3 separate regions of the Pan troglodytes genome follow, and all the other regions are linked to region 2. Evidence: chromatin contacts called from public Hi-C data. All regions are on one chromosome and are shown on one strand. Each heading gives the region's core, a stretch centred on a gene start, on an enhancer-like site or on the middle of the called end of the contact. The rest is flanking DNA. Distances are from core to core; before and after follow the strand shown. Region 1 holds the start of SERPINB1 (serpin family B member 1). Region 2 holds the start of RIPK1 (receptor interacting serine/threonine kinase 1). Region 3 holds the start of PSMG4 (proteasome assembly chaperone 4).

Region 1 (2,700 bases), core at 135-2,634, 230 kb before region 2:
GCCAACCGCCCTGAGGCATCCTGGATCTTGTACTTTCTCCCCGCTTTTTTATTCCAGCAGGGCAAGAACACTTTCCCAGGCCCACAAATGTGGAACTATTCTGGCCAAGGACTCCGCAGTTACAGGGGATTTTAGGGCACCCAGGGTGCCCTAAAGGGCTCTGACCTTGCAGACAGGTGAGTCTGGGGGTGGGGTGGGGGTCAGGCAGGCCCCAGCCACCCCAGCTTTAGCGGGGTGGGAGGATCCACCCAGCCCTGGGTCCTCCCAACCTATGTGTGGGAGCGCACGTGCTTCTGAGCCTTTGATTCAAGTCTCTGATTCATTGGGCAATGAATCCATTGCCTACCTTCACCTGAACTAAGAGCCTTCTATCAGAGACTCAGCTACCTACTATGCATTAAAACTCCAGCAAAGGTATCACTGTAATTATTATAATAATATAATTCTTCCTTATTTTTGAGGTTCAAAAGGTATGAGGTCCAGTGCCCACAGTCTCAGAGCCGGTGTAGGATGTGCCAGTTTGGAAACCCACCACAGTCCAGGGTCTGGCGGTGCAGCGTCCCATCCGCCACCCACTAGCCCATCTCGATCTCCACTCTCAGAGCCCTGATTTCCCCCGAGGACAGGCAAAGAAGAACTGTGCTGGCTGCTCGGCATGTAAGCACAGAGCTGATTTCTCCTTGTCGTGAAATCGTCTCTAGAATCGCACGGGGTTCCTCCTCTCTCTCCCTGCAGCTGCAGATAGGAGCCGCGGCTTGGCCCTGGGCTGCCTGGAAACTGTCACAAACAGCTCTGGGGGGAAGGGAATTCAGGGAGAAGGGACAACATTCTGATCTCAGGTTTCAGTCTTGCCTTCCGCCTGCATCTGTCGTCCTTCCTCCCTCCCTCCCTCCCTCCCTCCCTCGCAGGCTGGCCCGGCCTGTACCCAGGCGGGGGCGGGGGATCAGAGGTCTTCTGTCTCAGACGGGGCGCCCGGAAGGGATGGGGGCGCGAAGCTGGCGGGGAGGCGGAGCGCAGGGAGCTGCGGGTCTGATGGGCCTGAGCCTGGGGGGTGGTGGGTGCTGGGCTGGAAGCTGAGCGAGGGAGCCTGGCCTCTCCCCGCAGCCCGCCCCCGCGCCACCGCTCCGAGGCCCGGCCTTACCCGATAGGCCGCCGAGGCACGCTCCGGGCTCCGAGCTGGGTGCGAGGTCAGGAAGGAGGCACCAAGGGCCGCTGCTCTTATAGCATGCGGAAGTGTCACCCGGGCCAGCAGCCGCGGGCGGGGCGGCGGCCCTTCCCGGTGACTGCGTAGGAGTCCGAGCTCCCGAGGTTGCCTAAGTGCAAGCAGAAGTGAGCGTGGCTTCCGGGCAGCGCCCTCCTCAGGGGAGCGGCGCCTTTCTCAGTTCAAAGCCTTTCCCCGAATCTCTGGCAAGGACCTGAAAAGCTTTTTCTTACTAAGGTGTGAATGACTGAGACGACATATTGTGACACCTCTTAGAGGGCAAATGACTCCCTTTGAGTCCCATCTATATTGGGAGCTTTCTTTGAGAGAAGGAAGCAAATTTGGGGATCTTGCACAGGGAAAAAGAGGGGCCCCCCAGAATCAGATGAAACAGAACCAGTTCCAAACACCTGCTCTGTGTTTCCAAGATGACAGCTTGCTGCTGCGTCCTCAATGGTGGAAAGTGGAAGGGCAAAAGGGGCCAAATCTCATGTGAAGTCTCTCGTATAAGGGGCCAATCCCATTCATGAGGAAGGTGCCCTCATAATCCAATCACCTCCTAAAGGCACCACCTGTTAGTATTGCATTGAGGATTGTTTCAGCATGAATTTTGCAGGGAACACAGACATTCAAAGCATAGCATTCTGCCCCGGCCCTCCAAATTCATACCCCTCTCACATGCAAAATGCATGCATTGTATCCCAGTGGCCTCCAAAGTTCCAGTATCAACTTTAAAATGTAAGTCCAAAGTGTCACCTAAATATCTTCTAAATTAGAAAGGCATAAGATTCAAAGTACAATTCATCCTAAGTGAAATTCCCCTCCAGCTATGAGCCCGTGAAATCAAATAGGTTACAGGCCTTCAAAATACAGTGGTGAGACAGGCATAGGACGTACATTCCCATTCCCAAAGGGAGAAGCAGGCAAGAAGAAAGGAGTATCTGGTCCCAAGTAAGTCCAAACCCAACAAGGCAAACAGCATTAAATCTTGGGGCTTCAGAATAATCTTCTTTGATGCTGTGTCCCCCATTCCGAGCACATGGGGGTGGGGACTGGGTCCCCTAGGGTCCAGGGGATCCACTCCCATGGATTTGCCAGGTGCAACACATGCAGCAGCTCTCACAGGTTGAGGTCTAGGCTCTCCCAGGATAGACTTGCATGCTGGTGGCTGGACAGTTCTGGGTTCTCAGGGACAGCCCTGTTCCCACAGCTCCACTAGATATTACTCTAGTTGGGGCTCTCTGCAGTGGCCCCAATCCCACTGCTCGACTAAACATTGCCCTAGTGAGGGTTTTCTGCAGCAGCCTCACCTCAGTGACAATTCTCAGACTGGGCCCCCAGGGTCCCCAACACATCCTTCAAAATCTAGGTGGAGGTGGCTGTGTCTCCACAGTTCGTGCACTCTGTGCACCTGCAGAGTTAGCATCACGTGGACTCTGCCAAGGCTTACAGGAAGGGTGGCCTGACAAGGGCCTGCATAAGCCACACCTGGGATGGTG
Region 2 (2,700 bases), core at 84-2,583:
TGAACATTATGGTATGTGAATTGTATTTTACTAAAGGTGTTATTTTATTTATATATTATTTATTAATTTATTTATTTTTATTTTTATTTTTTTGAGACGGAGTCTCGCCTGTCGCTCAGGATGGAGTGCAGTGGTGCAATCTCGGCTCATGGCAACTTTCGCCTCCAGGTTCAAGCGATTCTCCTGCCTCAGCCTCCTGAGTAGCCGGGTCTACAGGCGTGCACCACCACGCCGGGCTAATTTTTGTATTTTTAGTAGAGACGAGGTTTCACCATGTTGGCCAGGCTAGTCTGGAGCTCCTGACCTCGTGATCTGCCTGCCTCGGCCTTCCAAAATGCTGGGATTACAGGCGTGAGCCACCGTACCCAACCTTAATAAGAACAAGCTAGGCACCTAGGGTGTCAAATTGAAGGAGGCTCTGATTCTCAGGGCCGCGCAAATGCAGGGTTGGCACCTATGCGTGTGGCCCTCCTGAAATTTTGTGCCTTAGGCACCTGGCTTGCTTCTCCCTAATTCAGGCCCTCAGGAGAAAGCTCTAATTCTGGTCAATTTGAAACAGGAGGGCACGGCTTCTGGGCGACGCTCCGTGCTCCAGAGAGAGCCATTTGTCTGTTCCCTTCCTCTGGACGTCACCGTGCCAACATGAAATGCTTCCAATTGAGTCCAGCCTGAGATGGAAGGGGATGGGGGGATATCTGATGACATCACGAACTGCCGCATCAACTCCCCCGAGTCCCTGCCTCTGGACCCCCTGATAGAGGACACAAGGAGTGTCCTGAGCCCGTGTGACTCAGTGTCTCTTCCCATCACTTTGCGGGAAAATGGGGCTGCTTACACCACACCGCAGCCCAAACACCTGTGGCTAGAGAAGGGCTTGGGTACTAGGAGTGAGGACGCCTGGTTCTGGGCCCAGGACTAGTACTAGTTAGTGGTGGGACCTGGAACAAATGCTTTGGTTCTAAGTGAATCCCCCATATTCATGACAAGAGGCGTGGAACACAGACCCATGGGGCCTTCCCATTGGAACATGGAGCTTGGCTGTCACCCGACCTTCGCTTCCTTACGTAGAAAAGCCCAGGGTTCCAGGCTCTGTCTCCTTTCCCGCAGACGGCTTGTTTCTTCGCGCGGAGGCCCTGGACGCCGCAGGCTTCCAACCTACTTCTCTGGGATGTCAGGTTCTGAACCCGGTCCTGAAGAGGCCCTGGCGCTGGGGGTGGGTGAGGCCGAGCGCGCGCCTTGGGAACCTGGCTAGCCTCAGGCTGGCGGGAGCATTCGCGGACATCGCCCTGGGCGGGGCGGACTGGGGGTAGACCGATCTGCCTCTGCGCCTAGCCCTGCCCTCCGCCGCCGCGCGAACGCGCGCGCCTCCCCGGCTAGTCCCGGCAGGCGGAGCCCCAGTTAGACTGCTCGTCAAGTGTGGGAAAAGCTCCGTGGCGCCACAAGCTACTATATAAAAGGCGGTGCCCGCCGGGGCCGAGTGGGAGTCCGCGGCGAGGGCAGCAGCACGGCCGGGTCCTGCGCCTCGGGGATCGGCGTCCAGGCTCGGAGCGCGACACGGAGACAAGGTGGCAGGTGAGGGCGTCCCCGCGCACGGCCGGGGTAGGGGACGGGAGTGGCGAGCTTCAGGTCCACCGGCTGCCACCGAAAGATGGGACCTGAAGACAGGAGAGGTCGCTCAGCCAAGAGCCCCGGGGAGGCGGTGGTGTCTCGGCGGGGTCAGCAACGGTCTCTGGCGGGTCCCCTGCAGCGCGCAGCCGGTTTCCGCCTCCGCAGCTCCCAGCCAGCGCGGACGCCGCCCTCCCCGGCGCCTCCTCGCTGCCCTTCCCTGGCCGAAGCCCTCCCCTGCGGCCTCCTCCCCACCTGCCGGCCCTGTGTTCTCACTGCTCCTCTCTGCTCTGGGATCCGCAGGATGACGTCTGTCCTGGTTCTTCTCTGTCTTTCAAAGTCACTAGTCTCCAGTTCCAAATCCGAGCACTCTTACCCATTCTAATTCTTTCAGTAACTCAGCGAAACGGATGGGGCCCTTCCTTCCCCGGAGCACTCCTCCAGGGACTGAGAATCCGCGGAGCCAGGCTCAGCCCTCGCCTGCAGAGCCTGCGGTCTGTGGGGCCCGCCAGCAAGATGACGAATCACCTTCGGGAGGAAGGGTCGTGCTGGGGAGGGTCGCGCCGGCGGGGTCAAGAGAACCTCCTCTAGGGTGGGAATCAGAGCCTCCGGGCCGCGGTGTTTGAGGGTGAGTGGAATTAATCCCGTGATGGACGTGGGGCCTTCTAAGGGGGACCAGGAGTTTGCGAAGAGGTGACTTTGGGAGGGGTTCAGGATGGCCAGAGGTGGAGGCTGTGACCTCAGTGAGGCTGGATCAAGGGAGGGGCAGGTGGAGAAGAAACCGTTTTAACGAGGTGGCTTTGAGCGGATCCTAAGGGCCCCAGGAGATTTAGGAGGAAGGACAAGAGGATTAAGACACCGCTTTCTGGTCGGGCGCGGTGGCTCACGCCTGTAATCCCAGCACTCTGGGAGGCCGAGGCGGGCGGATCACGAGGTCAGGAGATGGAGACCATCCTGGCTAACATGATGAAACCCCGTCTCTACTAAAAAAAAAAAAAAAAAAAAAAAAAAAAAAAAAAAAAAGAATACAAAAAATTAGCCGGGCGTAGTGGCGGGCGCCTGTAGTTCCAGCTACTCAGGAGGCTGAGGCAGGAG
Region 3 (2,700 bases), core at 67-2,566, 200 kb after region 2:
ACACACAAGCAGATGAACCCAAGATAATTATGATGAAGGAAAGAAGCTGGACAAAAAACAGTACATACTGTGTGATTCCACTGATACAAAACTCTGGAAAATGCAGACTAATCTGTGTGGCCGGAAGCAGATCAGTGGTTGGGGGCAGGAGTCATTACTGAGGGCAGGAGGGAGTACTGGACGCGTTCACTTTGTGGATTGTGATGATGATTTCACTGGCTATAACGTGTCAAGACTTCAATTTGTACACTATATACGTGCAGTTATTGTATGTTAATCACATTTTAATAAAGCTGTTAAAATATTGACCTGAAAATTAACTGTATTATTGAATCATCGATAATTAGCAAATAGAACTATGGAAAATGCCCTCTTAAATTTCAATTTAGTCAACTTAGATCTATTAGGGATTTTAAAAGCAGACCTTTTATAGTTTCAAGTTAAATCTCTAAATTAGTCAGTTGTAACAGAATCTGACAAAATGGGCTGTTTTCTTTTACCACCTTCTCTCTTAACCCATCGAAGGCTTCCTCTTTTCAACTCTGTAACGTCCTGAAGTGTTCAAGGGGTCTCTCCATAGGTATGACAATGGGATGATTGTTGGTGCTTCCCATTAATCTCTCTTGAGATCCTTTCCACGTCTCGGAAAGGCACCTGTTCTTATTTGCATTTTGCAGATGAGGAAACTGAGTCTCAGAGAGGTTAAGGGGGTAGCCCGGGGCCATGTACATGACTGCAGCTCGGGACTCGGCGTCCAAAAGGGTGCCTGCCCATCCTCCTGCCAACTTAGTTGACACAATTTTCCTTTCTAAAGGCTTTCCCCCAATACCATTGCCATTCTTAATTAGGGCTGGGTACCGTCGAAGCCTCCTTGGAGTTAAAGGGCTGCTAGGAGGAGGAGGTGGGACGGGAGGTGGCCGTTCTCAGAGTGCTTAAAGAACTAATTAAAAATTAGTCTTTTTAAATTTTTAATTAACTTAATGTCTGTAGGGCGAAGTGTCACGGCCTGGGAGGACGGTGCGGCTGGCTTCAGCCCTTGAATGCCCCGCGTCAGTAACAGTTAGGGGGTGGGGGGAAACAAAGCGAGGGCGAGTTCTGCTGGGCGCCCGTGGGCTCCTAGAGGTCACTGTCGCACTCTGCTACTAAAGTGGGTTTCCCCAGCCCGTCCAGAGAGGTACTGGTGTGCGGGAGAGGCCAGCAAGACAACCAGGGACGCCTACTCCACCCAGGGCCGGCAGCCGCCCCGCCTCGACCACGCCCCCAACCCAAGCCCGGGATCGCCCCTCCCCGACCACGCCCCTCACCCCCGCCTTTTCGGGGCCGAAAGCGAAAGCGCGCTCGGTCTCTCGGTGCTCGCTCCATCGGGTCTGGCGGGGCTGGCAGCGGCGAGGACCCGGGTCTGGCGCTGTGGGCCGGGAGCCGTGGGGCGGCATGGAGGGGCTGGTTGTCGCCGCCGGCGGGGACGTCTCCCTGCACAACTTCAGCGCGAGGCTGTGGGAGCAGCTGGTCCACTTCCACGTCATGCGGCTGACGGACTCGCTGTTCCTGTGGGTGGGGGCCACGCCGCACCTGCGCAACCTCGCCGTGGCCATGTGCAGCCGCTACGTGAGTGCCTGGCGGCCGAGGGGGCGGGCGGCGGGGCGGGGGCGTGGGGGCGCCGGGCCTGCGCGAGCTGCAGCCCCCCAGGCTTCTCTTGGGTCTACAGGGCGCCCTACTCCCCCGAAGCCCACCCGTGGGATGTCTTAGGAAGCCCGCGGGCGCCAGGGCCTGCACCACCTCGGGAGCTGCGCGCGGGCCCCGAGCCCCTCTCCTTGTCCCGCCGCCCCGCAGCTGCGTCCCGCACTGGTCTTTGTAGGTCAGAATGTCTTGGGTCTGTCCTCGCCACACGCGCGCTGGGGGACGCGTCTACCTCGTAGCTCTCCTGCCATCTGGATTTTGAGCACACTGATAATTTTTTGGGGACTCCTGCGTCTCCACTGGATGTCTCAGGCATTTCGCACTAGGCACACATCAGGCTCTCTTCTCCCAACCTGCTCCCTCCTCCGCCTGACTGGCGCTGTGATGGCAGCTCCATCTTCCTGGCTGTGCGTTCAGAGCCTCGCAGTTGTCTTTGATTCCTCTTTCTTCACACTCCACGTGCTGAGTCCCTAGGCACTGCCGCCAGTCAAAGCAGACAAAACCCAAGCCGCCCTCACCTTCACCCTGCCGCGCTGGGCCAAGCCTGGGACATTATCATTTCCCCTCCTCTCCCGCCTTTCCGGCTTTGCGCGTCGCCGCCTGGTTTCCCCTGGTTTCCTGAGGCTGCTGTAAGAAAGTGCCACAGACCGCGTGGCTTAAAACAACAGAGTTTATTCTCAAAGATCTGTAGACAAGGTCTCTTACTGTCACCCAGGCTGGGGTACAGTGTCATTATTATAGCTCACTGTCACCTCAAACTCCTGGGCTTAAGTGATCCTCCTTCCTCAGCCTCCCGAGTAGCTAGGACTACAGACATGTGCCACCATACCTGGCTAATTGTTTTTTTTTTGGTAGAGATGGGGGTCTCACTATTTTGCCCAGGCTGTTCTTGAACTCCTGGCCTCAAGTGATGATCCTCCTTCCTCAGTGAGCCCGACTCTTTTCTCATAAGGACATCAGTAATGTTGGATTAAGGGCCCACCCTACTCCAGTATAACCTTGTCTTAAATTATTTATATATAT

What was found. A called contact is a pair of places that touch in the nucleus more often than the background predicts.
Region 1: a Hi-C map of induced pluripotent stem cells shows a contact between it and region 2, with 2.3 times the contacts expected there. The contact joins the promoter of SERPINB1 here to the promoter of RIPK1 in region 2. A contact is called at or near these places in 2 of 7 Hi-C or Micro-C datasets (induced pluripotent stem cells and stem cell-derived neural progenitor cells) and 1 of 1 datasets of contacts at active chromatin or transcription factors (stem cell-derived excitatory neurons).
Region 3: a Hi-C map of stem cell-derived neural progenitor cells shows a contact between it and region 2, with 2.2 times the contacts expected there. The contact joins the promoter of PSMG4 here to the promoter of RIPK1 in region 2. A contact is called at or near these places in 1 of 7 Hi-C or Micro-C datasets (stem cell-derived neural progenitor cells) and 1 of 1 datasets of contacts at active chromatin or transcription factors (stem cell-derived excitatory neurons).

Annotation. Positions count from the first base shown.
Region 1 is chr5:8,786,595-8,789,294 of NHGRI_mPanTro3-v2.0_pri, forward strand. SERPINB1 (serpin family B member 1) reads right to left here and starts at 1,385. Exons shown (of 7, transcript XM_003311015.7): 1 at 1,142-1,385.
Region 2 is chr5:9,014,032-9,016,731 of NHGRI_mPanTro3-v2.0_pri, forward strand. It overlaps RIPK1 (receptor interacting serine/threonine kinase 1), which reads left to right and starts at 1,334. Exons shown (of 11, transcript XM_016954825.4): 1 at 1,334-1,572.
Region 3 is chr5:9,210,830-9,213,529 of NHGRI_mPanTro3-v2.0_pri, forward strand. PSMG4 (proteasome assembly chaperone 4) reads left to right here and starts at 1,317. Exons shown (of 4, transcript XM_518211.8): 1 at 1,317-1,605. The coding sequence starts at 1,432.